Regions from separate parts of the Zea mays genome. Here all the other regions are linked to region 2. Evidence: chromatin contacts called from public Hi-C data. All regions are on one chromosome and are shown on one strand. Each heading gives the region's core, a stretch centred on a gene start, on an enhancer-like site or on the middle of the called end of the contact. The rest is flanking DNA. Distances are from core to core; before and after follow the strand shown. Region 1 holds the start of LOC100277582. Region 2 holds the start of LOC100276791. Region 3 holds the start of LOC100272402 (Proline--tRNA ligase cytoplasmic).

What was found. A called contact is a pair of places that touch in the nucleus more often than the background predicts.
Region 1: a contact with region 2 is called in a Hi-C map of leaf, with 7 times the contacts expected there. The contact joins the promoter of LOC100277582 here to the promoter of LOC100276791 in region 2. A contact is called at or near these places in 3 of 25 Hi-C or Micro-C datasets (endosperm, leaf and tassel).
Region 3: a Hi-C map of ear shows a contact between it and region 2, with 2.6 times the contacts expected there. The contact joins the promoter of LOC100272402 here to the promoter of LOC100276791 in region 2. A contact is called at or near these places in 3 of 25 Hi-C or Micro-C datasets (ear, leaf and tassel).

Annotation. Positions count from the first base shown.
Region 1 is chr4:221,484,193-221,488,048 of Zm-B73-REFERENCE-NAM-5.0, reverse strand. LOC100277582 reads right to left here and starts at 1,728. Exons shown (of 1, transcript NM_001151100.2): 1 at 1-1,728. The coding sequence starts at 1,489. The coding sequence ends at 227.
Region 2 is chr4:221,907,847-221,911,515 of Zm-B73-REFERENCE-NAM-5.0, reverse strand. It overlaps LOC100276791, which reads left to right and starts at 2,197. Exons shown (of 9, transcript NM_001150502.1): 1 at 2,197-2,807; 2 at 2,908-2,976; 3 at 3,126-3,208; 4 at 3,319-3,392; 5 at 3,522-3,577. The coding sequence starts at 2,427.
Region 3 is chr4:222,232,588-222,236,127 of Zm-B73-REFERENCE-NAM-5.0, reverse strand. It overlaps LOC100272402 (Proline--tRNA ligase cytoplasmic), which reads right to left and starts at 1,998. Exons shown (of 12, transcript NM_001359614.1): 1 at 1,854-1,998; 2 at 1,688-1,770; 3 at 1,052-1,144; 4 at 661-777. The coding sequence starts at 1,893.

The sequences.
Region 1 (3,856 bases), core at 479-2,978, 420 kb after region 2:
CACAACGATATACACCAAATGCAGCATCAAAACATGGGAATAAAGGAACCATCTTTACCTAAAGATGACACCTTCCCTCTCCCTTTTTCTGTAATCCTTTACACAAGGACACACATTTTATACTTACCACTAGCTGATCACAAGAGCGAGCGAAAAAAGATAGCTACCTAGCACCGCCACATTGGGAAATCTAAAGGCAAGATGATGATGATCATGTTGATTGAGCTCAATCGGCATTGGGCATCGGTGAATCGAGACCCTCCATTCGGCTGCGCACGATGCGGTGGAAGACCTCGCGGACCTGTCTCTCCAGCGGGTCCAGCCCGTCCTTCATGGCGGAGCAGGCGGCGGCGAGTTGGGCTGCAGCCTCCCGCACCTCGGCCTCCCGCTCGCCGGTGAGTGGGACCGGCGCGGCATCGATGGCCTCCGCGAGCCTCTGCGCGCACTTCTCCAGCGCGTGGATTTCCCTGAGCAGGCCGCACGAATTGCGGCGGTCCTTGCGCTTCCCCTCCTCGGCGAGGCGTTCCTGGAGCGCGAGGAGCGGCGGCGCCCAGGGGAACGCGGCGCGCGGCGGCGCGGCCGGCAGGTGGTGCGCCTGGAGCGCGGCGGCACGGTCCGGGCAGGGGACGGCGGCGACGAGCGCCCAGGCGGCGAGGTGGAGCAGGCAGCCCATGGCGTACGCCGGCGCGGCGAGGCTCCAGGAGGCCTCGCTGGCGCGCGGCGCGGCCAGGCCGGCCCCGATGGCCTGTAGCTGGCGCGCCGCGGACCAGGTGCGGGACACGCTCCACGAGAGCGAGCGGAAGTGCGCGGAGGGCGACGAGGACGACGACGAGGAGGAGGAGGCGCGGGACGGCGACGCCCGCGCGCGGCCGAAGGAGCGGTTGCGGTGGGACGCGAGGATCGAGGCGAGCCCGCCGGCGGGCCCCGTGGCGGCGGCGGCTGCGGCGTCGTCGATGAGGAGCACGGAGAGGTCCGAGAGCGCCTTCCGCGCGCGACGGAGCTGGCCCTCGTGGATCTGGCCGTCGGCGGGCGCCAGCAGCGCGGACGCCGCGATGCCCGCGAGGCGCTCCCAGCGGCGCGCCTGGTCGACGCCGTCGCGCGCCGCGTTGCAGACGTCGAGGGCCTTGACGGCGCGGTCGCCGAACTCGGCCACCAGCCTCTCGCCGGCGGGGGGAGTGGCCCCGGCGCGGCGGCGGCGCGCCTCGGCCACCGCCACCCGGAACTCCTCCTGGCAGAGCAGGAACGCCTCCAGCAGGCGCCGGATCCACGCGATGGACATGAACTCCTCCTCCCCAGCAGCGCCGGGGCCGCTCAGGTCCGCGAGGTGCGCGGCGACGTGGGCGTGGAACTCCTCGAGCTCCGGGTCGACGCCGGGCGGCGGCATCGCAGCCGCCGCGGACGCGGACGCCGGGGCGTCGCGGCGGAGGGAGAGGAGGGTGCGGCCGAAGGAGGAGAACGGGGAGGAGCCCTGGAGGTCCGTGGCCGGCATGGTCTCGGGCGGCGGCGGACGGATCAAAGCGCGGATCTTGGAAAGGGAACGGCCTGCAGTGGGGGCGGGGTCGAGGGGTTTTGGCTCAGTGGGTCCGCGGGCACATGGCGGCTCAGCTGCAGCTCAGGCTCAGCTCAACTGGAGGAGGCGTTTTTCCGGTGAGATTGCGTGGGGGTTGCGGCGCCGTTGGTGGTGGTGGATGAGTGAATGGTGATGGGGAGGGTGGCGTGGTGGGTACGTATATAAGTGGGGGATAGCGCGATCAGTGAGGGGAGATTAGTTTATTGGTTTGGGAAGGTTGGGGAAGAAAGGGTCCGAAGCTGTCATCGTCAGGGCTAATCATGGCGGTTGGAGTAGTATTATTTTTGTGGGCGCAAATATTCCTCTGGTTTCGGAATGTTTCCGGTTTTTGTTTAGAATTTCTTTTTTTTTTGTTTGGAGGTCTTGCTATGGCCGCTGCTCACGACTCCTTGTGTGGATCTACTATATGGTGTAGCAGTATACTCGCTGTATTTTCATGAATGAAACTTGAAGCACTATTTGACATTTGTTTCTTTAACCGTGCAGAGAGCTAGAGATGGAGACGGCAGAGTGATTAATAAGCGCTAAGTAAATGCGCCCTCCCTGCGACCTTTAACCACAAGCCCAGAAGCGTGAGGACGAGACTATTGGGCGCAGTGGCAAGCAGCAGGCCGCGATCACATCGTGCCGTGCAGCTCGTGCTTGCAGACGGAGCATTATTCTACTCGTTTGCTTCTTCTTTGATATAAAAGATAAAGTGTTGGTTTTAGTTTAAACTATCTGAAGTGACGGGATCGCTATGGACGGTGGAGACCACCAATCCGACTAGTCTAAAAATCCTCCGCACGGCCAGGTCTGGTCAGGGTTCAGCGATCAACAGGACGAGGGAGAGGATTTGGAATTGTGGATAGGATTAGTAAAAGAAACCGAGTTGTTTGTGTCGTCGAGGAGGTAGCAACCAGCAACCAGCACTGTGACCGCGGCGGACGCGGTCCGCGTGGGTAGCCGAGCACACGCGCACGCGACGCGGGGGGCGGGCGAGCGAGCGAGAGAGGTTACGGCGCTGCCCCTCGCCTGGTGCCGGGGCGTCGGCGGCCGACCCGGGGTAGTTTCGGGAGCCGGCGGCAGGGGAGTGGGCGAGAGACCCGGGCCGGAGTGGGGCACGCGTCCACGGACACGGACACGGACACGGCTGTGTCTGGTCTGCTGGTCGCCGTTACTCGTGATTGATCCGGTGGGGCCGGGCACTGCTAGGAAGCGAGCAGGGAGGAGGGAGTTCAAGCACAGCACTGAAATGGGGCTACACAGGTGTGGAGAGCTCAATATGGTTCAGTATTGTCTAGGCAATATCTTGAACCGGCCTAAATAGAGATTAGGTTATCACTCATCCGTCTCAGGCTCTCAGCGACCGAGCGTCATCTGCCCGCAAGCGCCATCCGCGCAGTCCGCAGCCGCATCCCCGCAGTTCACTACACAGTACTCCGCTCTTCACTGCCTCGGCGTCCAGCGCGGCAGCGCTCTTGCCGACCTGCCATCTGTCCGTCGTCGGCGCACAGCACAGGCAAAGCCGCAAAGGCAAAGCCTAAAAGCCAGCCGCACAGCGCCGCGCCACCGCAGTGCGCTCCGGCGCTCCGCGCTGCAGGCTTGCAGGTTGCAGCCTATAGCAGCTCGGTCCTCGATGCTCGCCTGCGGGCTGGGTGAATGGGCGCTGCTCTGGCCTCTGGTCGCGGTCCCTGCGTGCTCCACTGCTCGCTCCACAGAATATGGCAAAGAATATGGCCCAAAAAAGTATCTCTCTAATTCTCTATATTATGTGAACACTCCACTGTTGTAATGTCTTCTATTTATCTAATACATGTTATATGCTTCGTAAAATGACAGATTTAAAGAGCTATTTCAGTCAAGCTTCTAGTGGAAGTGGACCAAGCACTCGCGCTAGTGGAGTTTGCAATGAACCCGAAATACAAGTTGGAGTTCAAGTGAATAATAGTGAAGATGCCAATGGTGAAAATGTTAATAGTTAAGTCAAAGGTATAAATCAGTTCAACCCGGATCACATTATTTCTGATCCAGGACTTCGTATTCCAATCGATTCTTTTGCTCCAATATTAGAGATGATGTTAGAAGGGCTTTCATAGCTAAAGGTCCGACTCAACCAATTGGTCATAACTTTCCTTGGTCACATGACAAAAGGAGCTTTCAAAAACATTGGTTTAGACAACATAGTTGGTTGGAATATAGTGTGGAGAAGAATAAGGTTTATTGCTTCTATTGTTACCTTGATTATACGACATCTACAAAAGTTGGCTTCTCACAATGGAGAAATGTTTATACGACATTTCCAAA
Region 2 (3,669 bases), core at 948-3,447:
CTCGGCCTCAGAAGACAGACTCGACCTCGACCTCGGAGGAGCCTCCACCTCGCCCAACCCAGGGCTCGGACCGACCACGTCACAGGAGGCGCCATCATTACCCTACCCCAAGCCAACTCAGGCTACGGGGAACAAGACCGGCGTCCCATCTGGCTCGCCCCGGTAAACAGGTAATGATGGCGCCCCGCATGCTCCATGACGACGACGGCTCTCAGCCCTCTTACGGAAGCAAGGAGACGTCAGCAAGGACTCGACAGCCCCGACAGCTGTCCTTCCGCCAGGCTCCAGCGCTCCTCCGACGGCCACGACACCACACGAACCGGGTGCCAAAACCTCTCCGGCTGCCACGACGACATGTACTTAGGGCACTAGCTCTTCTCCGCTAGACACATTAGCACACTACTACACCTCCCATTGTACACCTGGATCCTCTCCTTACGCCTATAAAAGGAAGGTACATGGCCCTCTTATAGAGGGTTGGCCGCGCGGGGAAGGACGGGACGGCGCTCGCGTAAGACTCTCGCTCCCTTCCGCGTGGACACTTGTAACCCCCTACTGCAAGCGCACCCGACCTGGGCGCGGGACAAACACGAAGGCCGTGGGTTTCCCCTTTTACGCCTGTCTCCCTCCGGCTCCATTTTCCCCCTTCGCGCTCCGTCTCGCGCCGACCCATCTGGGCTGGGGCACGCGGCGACAATTTACTCGTCGGTCCAGGGACCCCCCGGGTTCGAAACGCCGACAGGAGGGATATCCCTTTACAAGTCGTGATGCCTATCTAACTCTATCCAAGTCTAACTCTGACGTCGCATGCGCTCTTGCTCATCCAGAGTTTGTTCGCCTCTTCTGAGTTATCTTCCGAGTATCTAGCTCTTCAGGTATGTGTGAACCGTGCGCGCGAAGTATCAATGATCCTTTTGTGGTTGGCGCGCACAGATAGTACCCTTGTGCCGTATTTTTCGAGATTATTCCCTGTTCCGTTCATCATCCTTCTTGGTCGACCTCGTTCTACCTGGCCACGATCCAATGGTACACTCTGTTAGGCTAACTGTCGGGGGCCCATCAAGCAACCCATGGAGCATATCCACGTTATGAGGACCTAGGGGATATTTATCTCCCACAACGACCAAGATCAAGGTTGACCTGGTCGAGGTGACCAGATCGACGTTGTCTTTCGTCCGAACCATGTATTATTGGCCATGCCTTTATCTTAGAGTAATCTTTTGGGTTGTCTTGAGATACTCTAATAGGAGTACACAATCACAAACATTTTTTTAACCTTGATCAAATATATATATATAAAACTATTAATACTTATATACATAATTAGTATAATTAAATAGATCCTTAAATCTATTCTCATAATAAACTTATTTAGGGATACAAATATTTCTAATATTATTTATAAATCTAGTTAAATTTGAAAAAAAGTTTGAGGAATACAAATTCTATAACAATAACTATTTTAGGAAAGGAGGTGTAAATGTTTTTATAAATATATCACAAAAGAAAATCATAACATCAAGGGTAAATTGAGGCACAAACACATTCACACTACAAGCACCTCTGCCCACGGTATCAGGATCTCCACCCAACTCACCGCCTTGGAACGCATGCAGTATCAGGCCCCGTTTCAATCTCACAGGATAAACTTTAGCTTCCTGCTAAACTTTAGCTATATGAGTTGAAGTGCTAAAGTTTAATTTCAATTACCACCATTAGCTCTCTTGTTTAGATTACAAATGGCTAAAAGTAGCTAAAAAAGCTGCTAAAGTTTATCTCACGAGATTGGAACAGGACCTCAATTCCATGTGCTACACACTTGTGCAATTATCAATTCCCCAAAAAAAAACCATCGTTTTCTCCGAGAGAAAAAGAAAACGATGACAATTCCGAGAAGGAAAAATAAATGCGGCGTAGGACCGGAGGAGAGCCCCCGCGGTTTCCGAGGCTATTTTCGTCACTCCCCGGAACGGAGTTAAAGACAGCGCATGGGACCAGGCGGCGGAAAGCGGCCACCGGCGCGGCGAGGCCCGAGACCGAGAGCATCGCAACGCGCAGCAGGCCCCCACACCCCGGGGGGCGGGGCACGCAAGAACGAACCAAACCAACCCACACCCACGGCACCAACACCACCCGAAGCTGATTGACGCTGAGCGCAGCCAAATCCAGCCAGCGATAGGAATATCGCCAAGAATTCTACCGTCTGCGTCTGCCCGTCTTCCTCTCTCTCTCTCTCTCCTCTCCCTCATTCTGGATCCACCGCCGCAGCCTTAGCTGGGTCCGTCGCTGTCGCTCCGCCTCCCGCTCGCTTGCCGGGCCCGACACGCCCGCCACCGCCTCCGCTTTGTCTCTCCGGCGATCCGACGCCCCACCCGGCGTCTGTGCAGAGCAGTCGTGAGGAGTTCTCTGTTGTGGGCTGCCCGGCGATGGACCGGGGCGAGCGTCTCGGCCGCGCGCTGGACGCCTTCGGGGGCAACCTGTGGGCGCTGGTTGACGCAGCGCTGGACGCGGCCGCTCGCGACCGCCCCGACGAGCTTCGCGCGCGCCGCGATAGCATCGTCGAGCGCCTCTACGCTGCCGCCGCGGGCTGTAGCAACTGCGCCGGGCGTCCGCCGTCTGTTGCCGCTTTAGCGGCCGCGGGGCTGGAGGAAGAGGACGGCGAGGAGGCGGCTCCGGCTTCTCCGTGGGCGGAGGCTGACGCGCAAGCCGGTGGCGCGGAGGCACAGACCGAGGTGCTCGGCGCCGGCGAGCCTGATCTCGAGAGCAAGATCGTGGCCATCAGGGACTTCTTGGAGGACCCTAATCAGGTCCCCAAAGAAGCCATTTTTACCAACTCGCAGCGCAAATTTGCTCCAAATGCGCGGTCGTTTTTCACGCAAACTGCACGCTTGTGGTGTTTTGTCACAGCCCGAGAACGAGCTGGTGAGCTTGCTGCAGAACCTGGCAGACATGGATGTTACCTACAACGCACTCCAGGTCAAGTTTTCTTTTGCCATTTTGTTCTTTCACTCTTGTTTGGCTTACCCAATGGGTGGACCAATCGGTTTTCTTGCTTGTTTGAGATGATCAGGAGCAACAACCATGTGAAGGGTAAAGTTTTGAAGCTTATGTTCGTGTTTCTGCAGGAGACTGACATCGGGCGGCAGGTTAATGGTCTGCGCAAGCATCCTTCGGCCGAGGTCAGGCGGCTGGTGAAGCAGCTCATCAGGTGATGAACATGGGCACGGACACTGTTGAACTAGACAGATGATTTTCGGTTTTGAATATGCTGTCTAATTATCCTCTTTTGTGGAACCTGGTGTTGCTTGCAACTTGAAGGAAGTGGAAGGAGATAGTGGACGACTGGGTGCGCCTGGACAATTCCGGCGGTGACGGCAGTGCCTCTGTTATGAGTATGTCACCGTGCAGAGTTTTTTAGCCTCTTCGCCTCAGGATTTTGAGAGCTTTTTTTATCCTGTTCTAGATAATCCTTACTGTCCCTGACACTCCTGATGTGTGGAAATCTTTTGCTTTGATGACAGCAGCTGATGGTGACTCCCCACATAAAATCCAAGGCAGAAGCCACCAAAGCCCTCGGGTAACCTTTCTTGCTTAGAGATTGCTCTGAATAAGTCCACCTCAATCTTTTTTTAGTGATTCCACTGTCTGTAGAAAGCTTCTTTCTTGTAC
Region 3 (3,540 bases), core at 749-3,248, 320 kb before region 2:
TAACATATTATTACGTAGGCATAAATATATATACAAATTAACAATCCCAATTAGGCTTCTCCTAAATATAGTGGTACCATAAGGCTATCTCCATCAGCTATCCTATCTCATCTTCTATCCCACCTCCAATTTCAAACTTCACTCTGTAAACAGTGATGTCTACTGTGCAAAACCGTGTTTTGCATAGCCATATGCATGATCTGCTAGCTACAGCCTAAAGGTCACAGGGAGTCCATGAGAATTGTGACCTTATCTTTACATGAGGAAGAGAGTAATAACGAGGTGCTTTTAAATTCTGAGAGATCTTAAATTCTGTTTTTTTTCTCAAAAATTCATGGAAACAGAACAGACGAAAACACATATTATGAGATATTCAGATGCAAACAAAAGAATTCTGCTAGATCTTAAATTCTCGTCTCTCAAAAGAAAAATCATTGAGACCAGATCGCTAAAACAAAGGAAACATGTGTTATATTCAGATGATAATAAAGCAAAAAAAAACAGCTAGTTATGTGTAAGCCCAATTCCATGTAGTTTTCCTTACAGAGCTGCTTCCAAATTTAGTAACTCTTATAGTTGAGCAGACTGGAAGAATTGAATAGATATCCTAACTGTGCAAATCTGGAAACAGATATGTGAAGGGAAGAGTAAAAGGCACACCTCAGGTGCAAAGCCCTCAATGTGGTCCTTTTCCTTCTGTAGAACATTCTCAGTAACAAACAAAGGGAAATAATATGGTTTGAGCTTCAGCTTTTTAATTTCTGCATCAAAGAATTCCTGCACCAAATCACAAAACAGTTATCAAAATTATAGTATTGTCACTGTGCTTCGCAAATATGTATAGAAATAAACACAAAGGTTCCTGATGCTAAACATAGCTTCCTACATAATTCTGAGTCAGAACTTCTGTTTTGTATAAGCTGTGAAAAGTTCTACACCACACCAGACATCAGTCTCCAGATACAAGGGTGGCTATTATTTAGCACTGAGATAATTGCAATTCCAGAATTTGCAACAAAGGACACTTATTGTTTATAGTCCATAAACTTACTTTCAGTAGCTCCCAGATTTCCATCGCCCATGGCCTCAATATATAACAACCAGAAATGTCATAGTACTCAATCATTTCACTGTTAACAACAACCTGTAGGAACAAATAGCAATGTTATGAAATAGTCACATGAAAAGAAAGAGGTACAAAAAGCGATGACCAAATTTCGAGGAAAGATATTTTGTCATGTGTCAAAAGAGCAATAGAAGAATAGCAGTATGAATATGGTGCTTAATGGAATCACTGCACCTGAAACAATATAGAAAGCCAACTAATCCAGTTTCTCACAACTAGGGTGAGTTTGTAATTGTTGTGAGCCTTTGACGAATTTTGTAGCTTTTGCTGTGGGCTCTAAGTAGTTTGGGCAATAATTTAAGTAGGTCTAGAATAGGCAACTATAGTCTAGAAGTATGACAGTGTCTGTTCACAGACCAAATTTCTAAGCTACTGAAACAGTGATTTCTCCTAACCTCTCTTATGCCAATCCTATCAAAACCTACGAATTACATCCCTGCCGTAATGGCATAGAGCACATCCCACCACAGCACCGACATCAACCAAATTGGAACTAAATCAAATGAAGTCTAACAACATTAATCAAATCCGAACTAGTTGCCCTACTAACACTTAACCAACCTCGGAGTACCACTCCCCGAAGTTGTCGTCCTTCTTATAGGCCATCCCGAGCTTCGTCTCCTTCTTCACCTCCTTCTTCTTCCCTGCAATCCGCAACCAAACAAGTTCAGATGCAAACAAGCCCAACGGTGACGGTGGAAGACGACGGGGAAGGAGGTGATCGAACCTCCGCCGCCCTTGGCCGCGCTGCCCTTGTTGGTCGACATGGCTCACAGATTCGGTTCTCGGTCGCGCAGCTCTGCACCGGCCACCGGGGGTCCGAGAGGAGTGAGAGGATGAGGCGGCGCGAGCAAGGCGGGTGTCCCGCTAGGGTTTAGTGGCGGCGGGCGGAAGGGTGTGGGTGGGGTAGAGTAGCGGCCACTCCGAGTCAGAGTAGCGCGCAAGTTGCCAATGGGACAGGAAGGTGTAGGGATGGCAATGGGTCGCGTTTAGATCGGGTATAGTAAATATCTGCTCGCGACAATACTCGTGGGTATTACTCATATTCGTCCGCGACTATACGCGTGGGTAGGAATTTGTACCCGTGCTCGTATCCATCGGGTATCGGGCGGGTATCGGATACCCGCGGGTATAATTACACTTCACACAAATAAAACATAAGGTTGACAAATGACAAGGTAGAACAAAAAACAAGACATAATAAATCTGATTACTGTTACAGAAGCAAGCAATATATGAGTACATATCGTTTACACTTGAACCAGACTTCAAAGTATTCAATTTAACAAAACAGCAAAGGTTTGAGAACCTACCGAATCCACTTGTAGGCGCCATGGATGGTTTGAGAACCTGCCGGATCCACTTGCAGGGCGGCAAGGACTATGTAGATGGAGCCAGGGACGCAGCGCAGCTACGCAGGGGCACTCGCTCCTCGCTAGCGGTGGCGAGTGGCGGCGGAGATGGAGCCACGGACGCAGGGTCGCCGGTCGCAGGCTAGGGGCACTCCACGGCTCCAGGGACGCAGGTCCGCTCGCTAGCGTTGGCGGGTGGAGAATGGAGCCACGCAGGGTCGCAGGCAGGGCGCAGGCGGCACCGGCTCACCGGCACCACGGCAGTCGGACCTGGACGGCAGGGACGTCGGACGGACGCAGGGGCAGGGCGCTCGGTTTCTGTGTTTCTGCCTTTCTGGCGGAGTGGCGGGTGGCGGCTGCTTGTGGCTGGGCGGGCAGGCGGCTGACGGGCTGAGACAGAGAGAGACGTGTGATGGCGTGAGAGAGACAGAGAGGAGAGACCGAGAGACTAGGGTTCCTGGGTGAATACTGAATAGGGAATAAAAATGGACATTGGGTCGATTTCTAGACTCTGGTGGGCTGAAAACTGAGAATAATTCGGATATCCGCTAGGACCCGCGGGTGAAATATAAAACTCGTACCCGACCCGATTTTATCACGGGTCGGGTATGGGTGAGACCCGCGGGTTAATTTTCGTACCCGAACCCGCGGGTAAAATTACCATCCCTAGGAAGGTGGAGGCGACGAGGAACAGTGGAAAACCGAGTTGGGGGCTTTGGGCAGAGGCAGACTGGCAGGGACCGTCGAAGGTGGCCGACTGTGGGGTAGAAAATTGGATTTCTGCCGTTATGAAACTTAGGATTCGCTCAAATATCATTATAAAACACGTTTCGCTAAGAGACTATTATCAATCATATGCTTACAAAACAAAATGTCATTTATGGGGTTATTTGAAACATAAACTTCTTTTACTAAACTGTACGCTTGTGCCCCTGGCCATAATCGTCGTCGCTCATGGATCCAGTTCCAGCTACCAGGTTTTCTTCAGGCTCTGCTCTATGCGGTTGGGTTAGGGAAAGGAGCGATACCCACTGCTGCTGCAGTGAATTAGGTGCTGAAAGA